2 separate regions of the Pan troglodytes genome follow, and region 1 is linked to region 2. Evidence: chromatin contacts called from public Hi-C data. All regions are on one chromosome and are shown on one strand. Each heading gives the region's core, a stretch centred on a gene start, on an enhancer-like site or on the middle of the called end of the contact. The rest is flanking DNA. Distances are from core to core; before and after follow the strand shown.

Evidence for each region. Hi-C and Micro-C count contacts between places; a contact is called where the count stands out from the background.
Region 1: a Hi-C map of stem cell-derived neural progenitor cells shows a contact between it and region 2, with 4 times the contacts expected there. The contact joins two enhancer-like sites. A contact is called at or near these places in 2 of 7 Hi-C or Micro-C datasets (blood and stem cell-derived neural progenitor cells).

Annotation. Positions count from the first base shown.
Region 1 is chr7:139,127,229-139,132,454 of NHGRI_mPanTro3-v2.0_pri, forward strand. No RefSeq gene overlaps it. Among named protein-coding and RNA genes, the nearest start is that of MIR1208, 700 kb to the left of the region's middle. Within about 2 kb of position 3,498, at least 7 of the 24 cell types and tissues checked have an H3K27ac peak or open chromatin away from gene starts, as enhancers often do. A contact at or near this core is called in stem cell-derived neural progenitor cells, where this site is marked.
Region 2 is chr7:138,453,468-138,457,975 of NHGRI_mPanTro3-v2.0_pri, forward strand. No RefSeq gene overlaps it. Among named protein-coding and RNA genes, the nearest start is that of MIR1208, 27 kb to the left of the region's middle. Within about 2 kb of position 2,129, at least 5 of the 24 cell types and tissues checked have an H3K27ac peak or open chromatin away from gene starts, as enhancers often do. A contact at or near this core is called in stem cell-derived neural progenitor cells, where this site is marked.

The DNA of each region.
Region 1 (5,226 bases), core at 2,248-4,747, 680 kb after region 2:
TGGCTTCTGTTGGTTTGCTGGCAACCTTTGGTGCTCCTTGGCTTCTGCTGTATCACCCCAGTCTTTGCATCATCTTCACGCAGTGTGCTTCCCTGTGTGCACCTGCACACAAACTTTCTCTTTAAAAGGACACTAGTCATACGGGATTTGGGCCCCACCCTTACTATAGCGTGACCTCATCATAACGAATTACATCTGCAACAAACTTATTTCCAAATAATGTCATGTTTTTGAGGTACTGGGTATTAGGATTTCAACACAGGAATTTGGGAAGGGATACAATTCAACTCACAACAGCAACCATAGTATTTATTTATTCAGTTAACAAAACTAGCATTTTTCCCACCCTATATAATTAATAACTTCTGGCAGAGGAAGGACATCTGGAGTCAGTTACTCCAGAACTATAAATGAGAAAGAGAAATGGGTTTCAAAGGAGAAATCAGATTCTGTTACCAGATAAAATATGGAATAAATGTTGGGCCCGCATTGAGAACAGAATTTTTATACTCTTGAATATTTTCTCATGTGTCTTTCACTTTCTAATTGATAGAAGGCTGGATTCCCCTCTTATCACGTCACTTAGCTTCTGCTAAGCTCATAAATACTTTTTATTGATGAGATTAGTAGTATTTTGTCTAAAATATCCACTGCTCTTTCTTGCAGAAGGCTAATATTTGTTCCCTTCTAGGAAGTGAGGCTTGTGCACGTGACTTGCTTTGGCCAATGGAATTGGAAGTATCATGTGCAACTTCTGGCCAGAGGTTTTAAAAGACACTGGTTCTTTTCCATTTTTCCTCTGCAATAAACATGGCTACATCCAGATAGAGCCTGGACGTTTAAATGAAGACATGGAGCACAGCTGCCATCAACCCATAGTGAAAAAACAGAGACTTTGAGATTTGAGGTAAGTGACTTCACTTTGATCACTGTCAGGATTTGGTGAACTTTTTTATAAGAATTTACACCTTATTAGATCTTGTGGGTGCCCCTTCCAGTTCCAGGGTCCCAAATTCAAATGCCTCTGGGAACTAAACAGGTAATTTCACATGATTCTAAGGCCAATGGTAATTGTACTAGGGACAGCTAGGATCAGAGGTGAAAAGAGTGCATACCCCTGGCTAAAAGCATGTCAACTTAAATCCTTTTCAAAAACTCCGCCAAACCAAACCTACTTTCTGCAAGAAATCAGTCCTGGGACCACCAGTTGACCTCTCCAGCTACACCGGGCAGTTCTCTCAGTGCAGCCCAGGGTGGCAATTCCTACAAGCTTATAGGGATTAGTTCTTAACAGACTGGAGCCTGAATTGGAGCCTGAATTCCAAGTAACTACCAAGGATCTTTCTATAGGGAGATCAACGCTAATGAAGGGCATTGTATAGAGCTACAAAGAATGGAATTTAAGCCATCACAATACAGTTGCATGAATAAACTTTAATTTTTTTAAATTATCTGTTGTAAGACAAGGAAACAAACAAACAGGTTTTCCTCAAGGAGAGAACATGCCCCAATAGCTGGCTTCCTTTCATTTCATCCTGAAATCCTTGTTTAAAATAACTTAAATCATCGGAGAAGCACTAAACTTCTCTTTACAGCTAATCTGTTCAGCAATGCCACAGAAGAATGCAGACTGAATAGCAAGTCTCAGCAGATTCCCTGGGACAGGAGTTCTTGAAAGGACAGGGGAACTGTTTTCCTCAACATAAAAGGGAATAGAACACATTTGCTCCATTTTTTACTTTTCTGTTCCGAAATATGAGAAACACTTTCAAAGAGTTCCTTAGGAATCCCTAAGAATAAACTATTTCTGTCCCCACACACCCATTTCTCTTTGTGGAAATCAGATTACACCCTCCCAGTGATTTCTCAGAAGAAAATCAAAGCATACAACTCCGGAAACATTCAAAATAGTCTCCCTTCCTCAGAGCGCGCTGGTAGCTGTGTGGATCCAACGGCACTGTGGGAGTCTGAGTTCATATCCTGGTATTGCTAGGCAGATGACATCACTCTTATTTTCCATAAAGAGTTGTTCCATATGTGCTGCTTGCTGAGAAAAACACACATATGTGGCAACTGTAGATGAAATATACGTGCAATGTGAGCCCAGTCCAATTCGCCTCTTAAAAGAAACAGCGACACTATTTAAGCTCTGTTTAAGCAATACTGATAAAATAGCATTTTCTCTTCTGACTTTGAAAACAATTCCCAAGCCTGCATGGAATCAATTTCCTCAAATAGTTATAAACCTTTTGTTAAGTCTTCTTAACATAATAGGTTAGCTTTACATTTGGGAGTCACTAGATACAACAGAAATAATAGGTTATGTTTTCCAAGAGCCTGTAGCATGCTGGGGTAGCCTCCTCAAATGATATGCTTCCCACTTTAGAGGTGACAGAAACTCAGCCTCAGAGAGGTTATATAAATCGTGCAGTTATGCTGCTGATACTGGGGTCTGAGTTTCCATCCCTGGCAAATCTGAAAGCAAACCTAGAGCTCCTTCCACCTGGGTGTGTTCAGAAAACAATGAAAAGGTGAAAGGCAAAGAGTTGTTTTTGATAACATTGTTTTGGAATGGGATTATGTGCCGAACCTCTTCTCTCTGGAATGCTTCAGAGTCAATCTGTTCCCTCAATTTTTTTTTTTTTTTTCATTTCATTCTGAAGGCAGGCTGGAGTAAGAGAAGCAGACACTTTGAAGCCCTTTAGAAGCAAAATAGCACATAAAGTGACGAAGTCACAGTGACTGCTGTCGTTCCGAAAGTGCAGACTGCATTTCCAAAAGGATTTGATCTTGTCTGAGTTTAACCCGGAAGATTACAAATCTGTGTCACTGGCAATACCATTAATTCCTGGAGAGTTTTACTAATATCTTTTCTCTATCTTGTCTGCCTTAAAACTTTCCCCAAGGTACCGGGTGAACAGAATTCTTTTCCTTTATAATTGTTGTAATCTCCCATTTTCTCACTGACCTCCCCTATCCCCCCAAAACCTTTCTAAATCTTCCTAAGTGGCAAATTAAAGGATTTGCCCCTGGTGCTGCCTCTGACCCTTTAGAAGCTGAATGACAATTGTTTCCTCTCTTTTCTTCCTGACTCCTCCCCTTATCCCTGTCTTGGGAAGTTGAGCTTCTTCCAGTGAGGTCTTTCCCATCAATCCCAGGGACCTCCTCTGCTCTGTTTGTCTACAATCATGAGATTGGGCATTTCTTCAGAGTTTAAAATCAGGCTTTGCAATTTGACTTTTGGGGACTGGGAACAGAGTGTGGTATGGGGATAATTTTTTAACAATGCCTTGGTCTCTTACCCAGAGAACTGTCACCCAACCCCACTCTCCAATCCCCAGGGGAAGCTGCCAATATTACCATAGGAAGGATCAATAGAGTTGCCTCAGCAACAGTAATCAGCCATGAAAACATTTTTCCTGGCTGTTTGGATACACTGAGTGGACTGGGAGCAGAGGTGTGTCCTTCCTGTCTTTCACGGAGTCCATGGATAGGAGTTGATTGTATTCACTGGATCCAGTCCCCTGCAATGGGCACTAGGTGAGGTCACAGCCTGAAGAGGATCTGTGAGAAGCCTGATTTCACTTGAGGTTTCCTAAGAGAGCCTTTGAAATATGCCGCCACATCCTAAAAGTTTTCAAGAACATTTGTCAGGAGCCAAATTTCTAGGAGCCAGAAATGTATATTTAACAGCCGACTCCACTCTGGTCATTTGCTGAGATCTGCACCCCTTGTTCTAGCATAGAAAAGAAAAGAATCAGTTGGAATCAGGGTGGAAGAATAAGACTTGGCGGTTAGCTGCAAAGACAAGGAGCAGGCAGAGTAGATTGTGGGGTTTTTTTCCCCGCTCATTGATTCCAGCTTTAGCCCAGCACAAGTTTATTTTTAAAAATGTGGATGCTCCATTTTCAGAGAGTGATCTAAAAATATATGCCTGCATGCCTGTGGCTGTAATGTGTATATAAATCCAAAGCCACAAAAGAAAGTGATTATATTATACTCAGGAGCTCAGATGCATTACAAAGCAGAACTGGAGGAGCCCTCCCTACCTTCCTCATCAGGAAAGAACATATGTGCACATTATGTCCATGTATATATTTTCAGAGTGAGTTTCATGAATGAGTAAGATAGGTTTTCTATGCAGAGTAATTTAAGGACACCAAGAAAGGCTGTTTTTCAAGTATGATCCCATATTGGCCCTCTATGCTGTCTCAAGTGACACCCTTGGCAAAAATAAAACTATAAGAATGAAAGCAAATATTGATTAGGGGTGCTGTTTCCACATGTTAGGCATCATGCTTAGTCTTTTCAGGTTTCACTCCCTTTACTCCACATTAGAACAAAGTAAATCAGGTACTGATATTATTATGATGTAACAGATGAAGAAACTGAAGTTAATGAGATTGAGTAAGTTGTCCAAAGCCATGCCCAGAAGGAAAATGTTTCCTGATTCCACAACCCATGTCGTTAACAACCACATGATGAGAGGCAGTGTGCACGGTGGTTAAGAATGGGCCCAGCTTCTAGCGCCAGGCTGCCTGGATTTGAAACTGAAGTCTGCCTAATACCAGCTTTTTCATTATAAGCAAGCTATTTAAACTCTCTGTGCCTCAGTTTCCTTCTCGGTAAAAAATAAGGATAATAATTTGACTCTTAGAGTTGCTGAAAGGAATCAATAGGTTAATTGATGTAAAGCTCTTAGAGAATGAAAGTCATCAGGGACTGGCAAAGTTTTACTTTTTGCATTGCACGGCCACCCAAAGCCTATACTGCATAGTGAATGTGTTTTCTTTTACAAACGAGTAGAGTACTAAAAGCTACAGACTCAGACAATCTGCTGCTGAGGCTCAGAAAAGCCAATACTCCAAAATGAAAGTCTCATAAGCAAAATTTCTCTTTGAACTTCTGCCCTCCTGTCTCTCGCCCCTTATTCTCTCCTGAGGAATAGTAATTAGAATACCTCTTCCCCAGGATGGGTCAGAGAAACCAGAACCCCTTTCCCCCAAAGCCAGTTAGAAAGCCTGAAAATATTACTCTAACCTTCCCTCATCTTTCTGTGTAACAGCAGGCCATTAAGAAATTGAGACCTTTATTCCAGAGAAGTCCTACCCCATACCTGGGAGGAAAAAAAATAAAAAGCTACAACAGAGAGGCCAAGAAGAATCTGGACAGACAGGCCTTGGTGGGTTTCCTCACTCAACTACCATCAGCTCATAACCTTTTTGT
Region 2 (4,508 bases), core at 879-3,378:
GCTAACAATATAATGCTGACAAGTTTCTAGTGGCAATTTTCCTAAAGGCTCGGTAGACACTATTAGAGCTTAACCTGACAGTGATTACCATTATACTGGACACATGTCAAAGCACACCCCTATTTAAGGGACATCCACTGTGGAGACAACATTCTTCTGCGTGTCCTGCACAATGCAAAGGAGTTTTTTCTTTTTTTTTTTTTTTTTTTTTTTGAGAGCTAGTCTTGCTGTGTCTTCAGTGGCACGATCTCAGCTCACTGCAATCTCCGCCACCTGGGTTCAAGCGATTCTCCTGCCTCAGCCTCCGAAGTAGCTGGGATTACAAGCACCCACCACCATGCCTGGCAAATTTTTGTATTTTTAGTAGAGACAGGGTTTTGCCATTTGGCCAGGCTGGTCTTGAATTCCTGACCTCAGGTGATCCACCTGCCTTGGCCTCCCAAAGTGCTGGGATTATAGGCAAGAGCCACTGCGCCCGGCCACGAAGGAGAATTTGACACACTCTTTTACTACCTTCTCAAAATACAAATCTAGATTTCAATGTGACTCATTGTTTTATCAACTGCCATATACTCTGATTAAACTCTGTCTTCTGAGAGATAACTTATAAATGCCTTTGTAGGAATCATAGCCATAGCTTTAAGTGTAATCTTGGGTTCAGCTCTTTTGTCCCATGAAGAAGAAGTGACTTGTCTGATGTTACATAATGAGAGTTATCAGATTGTAAAGGAGAACTAAGGCTGCTGATATCTATGACACTACATTATATTGCCTCCATGAATAAAATGTTAATGTCACCCAATCAGTTCATAACCAAAACCATAGTGGGATCGGCTCTGAGCTCACAGTTACTGTGATTCTATCTTCTGTTCAACCTACCTCTACCTCCTCCCTAATTCTAGAGTTTAAAGGGCAGTAAACTCAATTTTGAACATGCTGCCTTTGGTCTCCCTCAGTTGGCTGTCTGATCTTTTGTGCACCTGTCAGTTTTCCAAAAAGACACACTCAACCTCACCCTAGAATCTTCATTGGAAAGCCCTTTCACTTGCTACTCTATATGTCTGTTTTGGTAGACAAAACCACAAACCCAGATAGGCAATTAGGGATTAAGGGCAACAGTGGTTTGGGATTATTTCAGCTAATTGCTATCCTATGTGAAAGAGTGCATCATCTCTGACAGCTGGCATGAGTAATCGTCACTGTTTTAGCAGTAAGTTTATACCTTCTGTGTGATAGGGACTGCCAATGCTGTTTTGACTGGTTTATCATCAGAGTGGTGAATGTGAAAAGCTATTGTATGTATCCCATTGGTTGTTGTGACAATTAAATACAACAAAGCCATCACATTCTTACTATCTGCCTGTTTATAATATGCATTTGATTTAGCTTGACTGTTTTTACTTTTTAGACTCTGTGTATCTCCGACCCTTGCGAACATCGCACCCTGTGCCATTATTTTCTGCTGTTAATGGCCGATTGGCTACGATGCCTTCCTTTCTTCTGTATTGGGGTGGAGGAGTGATATTATTTGCATATAGTTACCCAGAATGCTCTGCCAATGATCAGTTCTCTGCTGGCTGGGAGACTGAGCTCGGGAACAAGCTGCAAGGTGTAAATGGGCTTTTGGGTATGCTGATTTATGTTCTAATTTATACTCATGTGACAAGGATTGAACCCTGACTATCTTAGCTGGGGTGGAAAAGGTCCCTGGACAGGGGCAGGGCGGGGAATTTGATGTCCACATATATCCACTTTTAGAGTTTTAGAGTTCTTTGGAAATAGGGATTTTTTTTTTTTTTTTGGTCTGTCTCAGACTGCCAAGTAGAAGCCCAGAGAAGGAGGAAGTTAATTCACATTCTTACTTTTTTCTAAGGGCAAAAAAAAAAAAAAAAAAATGCACCAGCTCATTTTCCATCTCTGCTTGGGTCATCAGTGTGCATTGTGAGCCTGTACAAAGGCCTTAGAGGGAATGCTGCCGAGAGCATCACATTTTGTGTCTTCTTTTATATGAAATGTGCCACTTCCCCACTAACCCCGGCTCTGGGCTCTGCCTCTGCTCTCCTGATGGTGTGTTTATGGTGGATTCAGCATTCTGGGCCACACAAGGAAGCTGCAGGGGGTGTCCAAGTTCACATGTCCCCGCATTCCAGGCGAATGTTTCTGACATTGAGCAATGATATGGCTCTGCCAGGTTTAGGTCTGTCTGATTGGAATGCAACCCGAAAGGAAAGTCCCGGAATGATTCAAACACTCACCTCCCCACAACCCCTTCTTGGTTTTTTTTTTTTTTTTTTTTTAATTCCTTTTTAATTCTCCAATGACAAACTCAGCCCAGCACTCTCGCTGACCGCATGACACTTGTTGGTGCTGATAAGTGCAACTTCCCAAGAGATAGGAATGCAAATCGTAATATTTTGTTGAGTCATGTGTACTCTGCGGCTGTTTCCCAAACATTGCATCAGACCTGTAATTGGCAGCTCCCAGTACTCTGCTGGATGACACCAAATGTCCAGGAAAAGCTCAGTCCATTTCTCGAAAAATGTAGTCTCACTCTCTCCATCTGCCTAGTTGTAACATCCTGTTCCTAAGGAAGTAGAACCCCTTGGGGGAGCAAGGGCAAAACCGGTTTTGCAGATAAGTTTGAAAAATATGGCTGTTGGCCTTTCCCACCCACTCTGGTCTCGTAGCAACAAGACAGCTGATGGTATCCACTAGGGGGAAAAAAAAAACAAAAACACAAAACAAAACAAAACAGAACAAAACAAAAATCATAAAACATGTGGGGGAGCCTGTCTGAATTGTTGCCTACAGCCTGATTTATTTAAACCTCCACTACATTCTTGGATGTGAAGACCTAGGAGTCAAGTCATGGGAGCTTTCCCTTGCCCTTCTCTTGACCTCTACGAAGCAGATAGAGGAAAATCTCAGAATGAGAGGAACTTTCTTCCTCTTCAAGAGTCTGCATTATCCGGGATGGCCATTTCCTTTGACCTCAGGAGTAACCACTTGAAAACTTGGACACATTTATAGAAAATTTGGGCTCCTGGGATGCAGTGCTGGGAAAAGCACAGGGCTGAGGTGCTGGAGCTTGGGGTACCAATGGTGACAGTCTCTCCCTCCCTGTGGGAGCACTGGCAGGAAATCCACTGTGCCCTTGTCCCCACCGAGGGTTGATTTTCTCCACTGCAAAGTAAGGAGATTGAATTAGATCTCAGTCTTCTCTTAAGGTACCTTTCACAGTGAGCCTATGGGAGTGGTGGTATGTGCATGTATGTGTGTGTGTGTGTGTGTGTGTGTGTGTGTATGGTGTGTATGTATTTATGTAAACTTTATATCATGTTTCAATCCAATTCTCTCTCTCTCTCCACAGAGCTAAGTGGTACCACAAGAATTCAAACCTAGATCTAGCCAAGTTTGAAATCCTTGTTCTCAGCTCCTACCCTATGCTGTTATGATCTACACAGAGAGGCACCACATAGCTAGTATTTTATGTTATACCTGGTGAACTTTCTATCTATGCTTATCAATTCATAGGAGTAGAATTGGGAATGTTGGCGTTTAGAACATGATACCCCAAAGTATGGCACCATGGCCTGCTGAGTACTTTGAGCTGAAGGACATAGGGAGTTCATAGAAGTGAGATCCTTTTGAAGTTCTGCTCCCACTCATCTTTTTTGCCCAGAACCAGCCACAGAAACTAGAAATGCTACACTAACTTTCTCCCACCTTACTGTGGAGGAGCTGGCCAAAAAGAAATTCTCTGCCCTACCTTATTGGATAGCAGGTCATCAGACTCTCATTTCGGAGGAATCCTACCCCAAACCTGGGAGGAAGAAATGTCACCCAGAGAAGCCGAGAAGAATAGGAACAGACAGATCATGCTGAGATCCCCTCTGTTACCATTAGATCATATCCTCTTGCCTGATCACATTTCTACATGGCAGTCCATTCTTCATTGAATCTAAGCATAAAAATGGATAGTTTTCTGTAGCTCATTGGGTCTTCATTTTGAAGGTTCTTATGTCACACCAAACTTTCATTTAAAAAAATTATCATGCTTTTCTCTTGTCATCCTTTCTTTTGTTATAAGGGTGCCATCCTTATGACGAGGAAGGACGAGGAAAGATATCACACGTTTGTGCTCCTATAGGAAGTTATAGAGGACCTAGGGGTTAATAAAGAAACCTGATTTCACATCCTTGCTCTGCCCTGAACAGTTATGTGGCCTTAGGATTCTTTACTATGAAGTGTGAATAACAGATCCTGTCTGATCAGGTTGCTATGAGAATTAGGTGAAATGATGTAAAATACCTGACACAGTGCCTATAACCTAGTAAGTGCTAAATAAAAAGAGGAGAGAGCTTCAGAGAGACAGAGAGGGAGATGAGATATTGATAAAGTATAGGTTTCTTGATGACAGGAACTTGCCCTGTTTATCCTGTAACCTCAGCACACTGTGTGGCACACTGAAGATGATTGTGTTTTCTGAGTCAAACAGATGTCTCTCT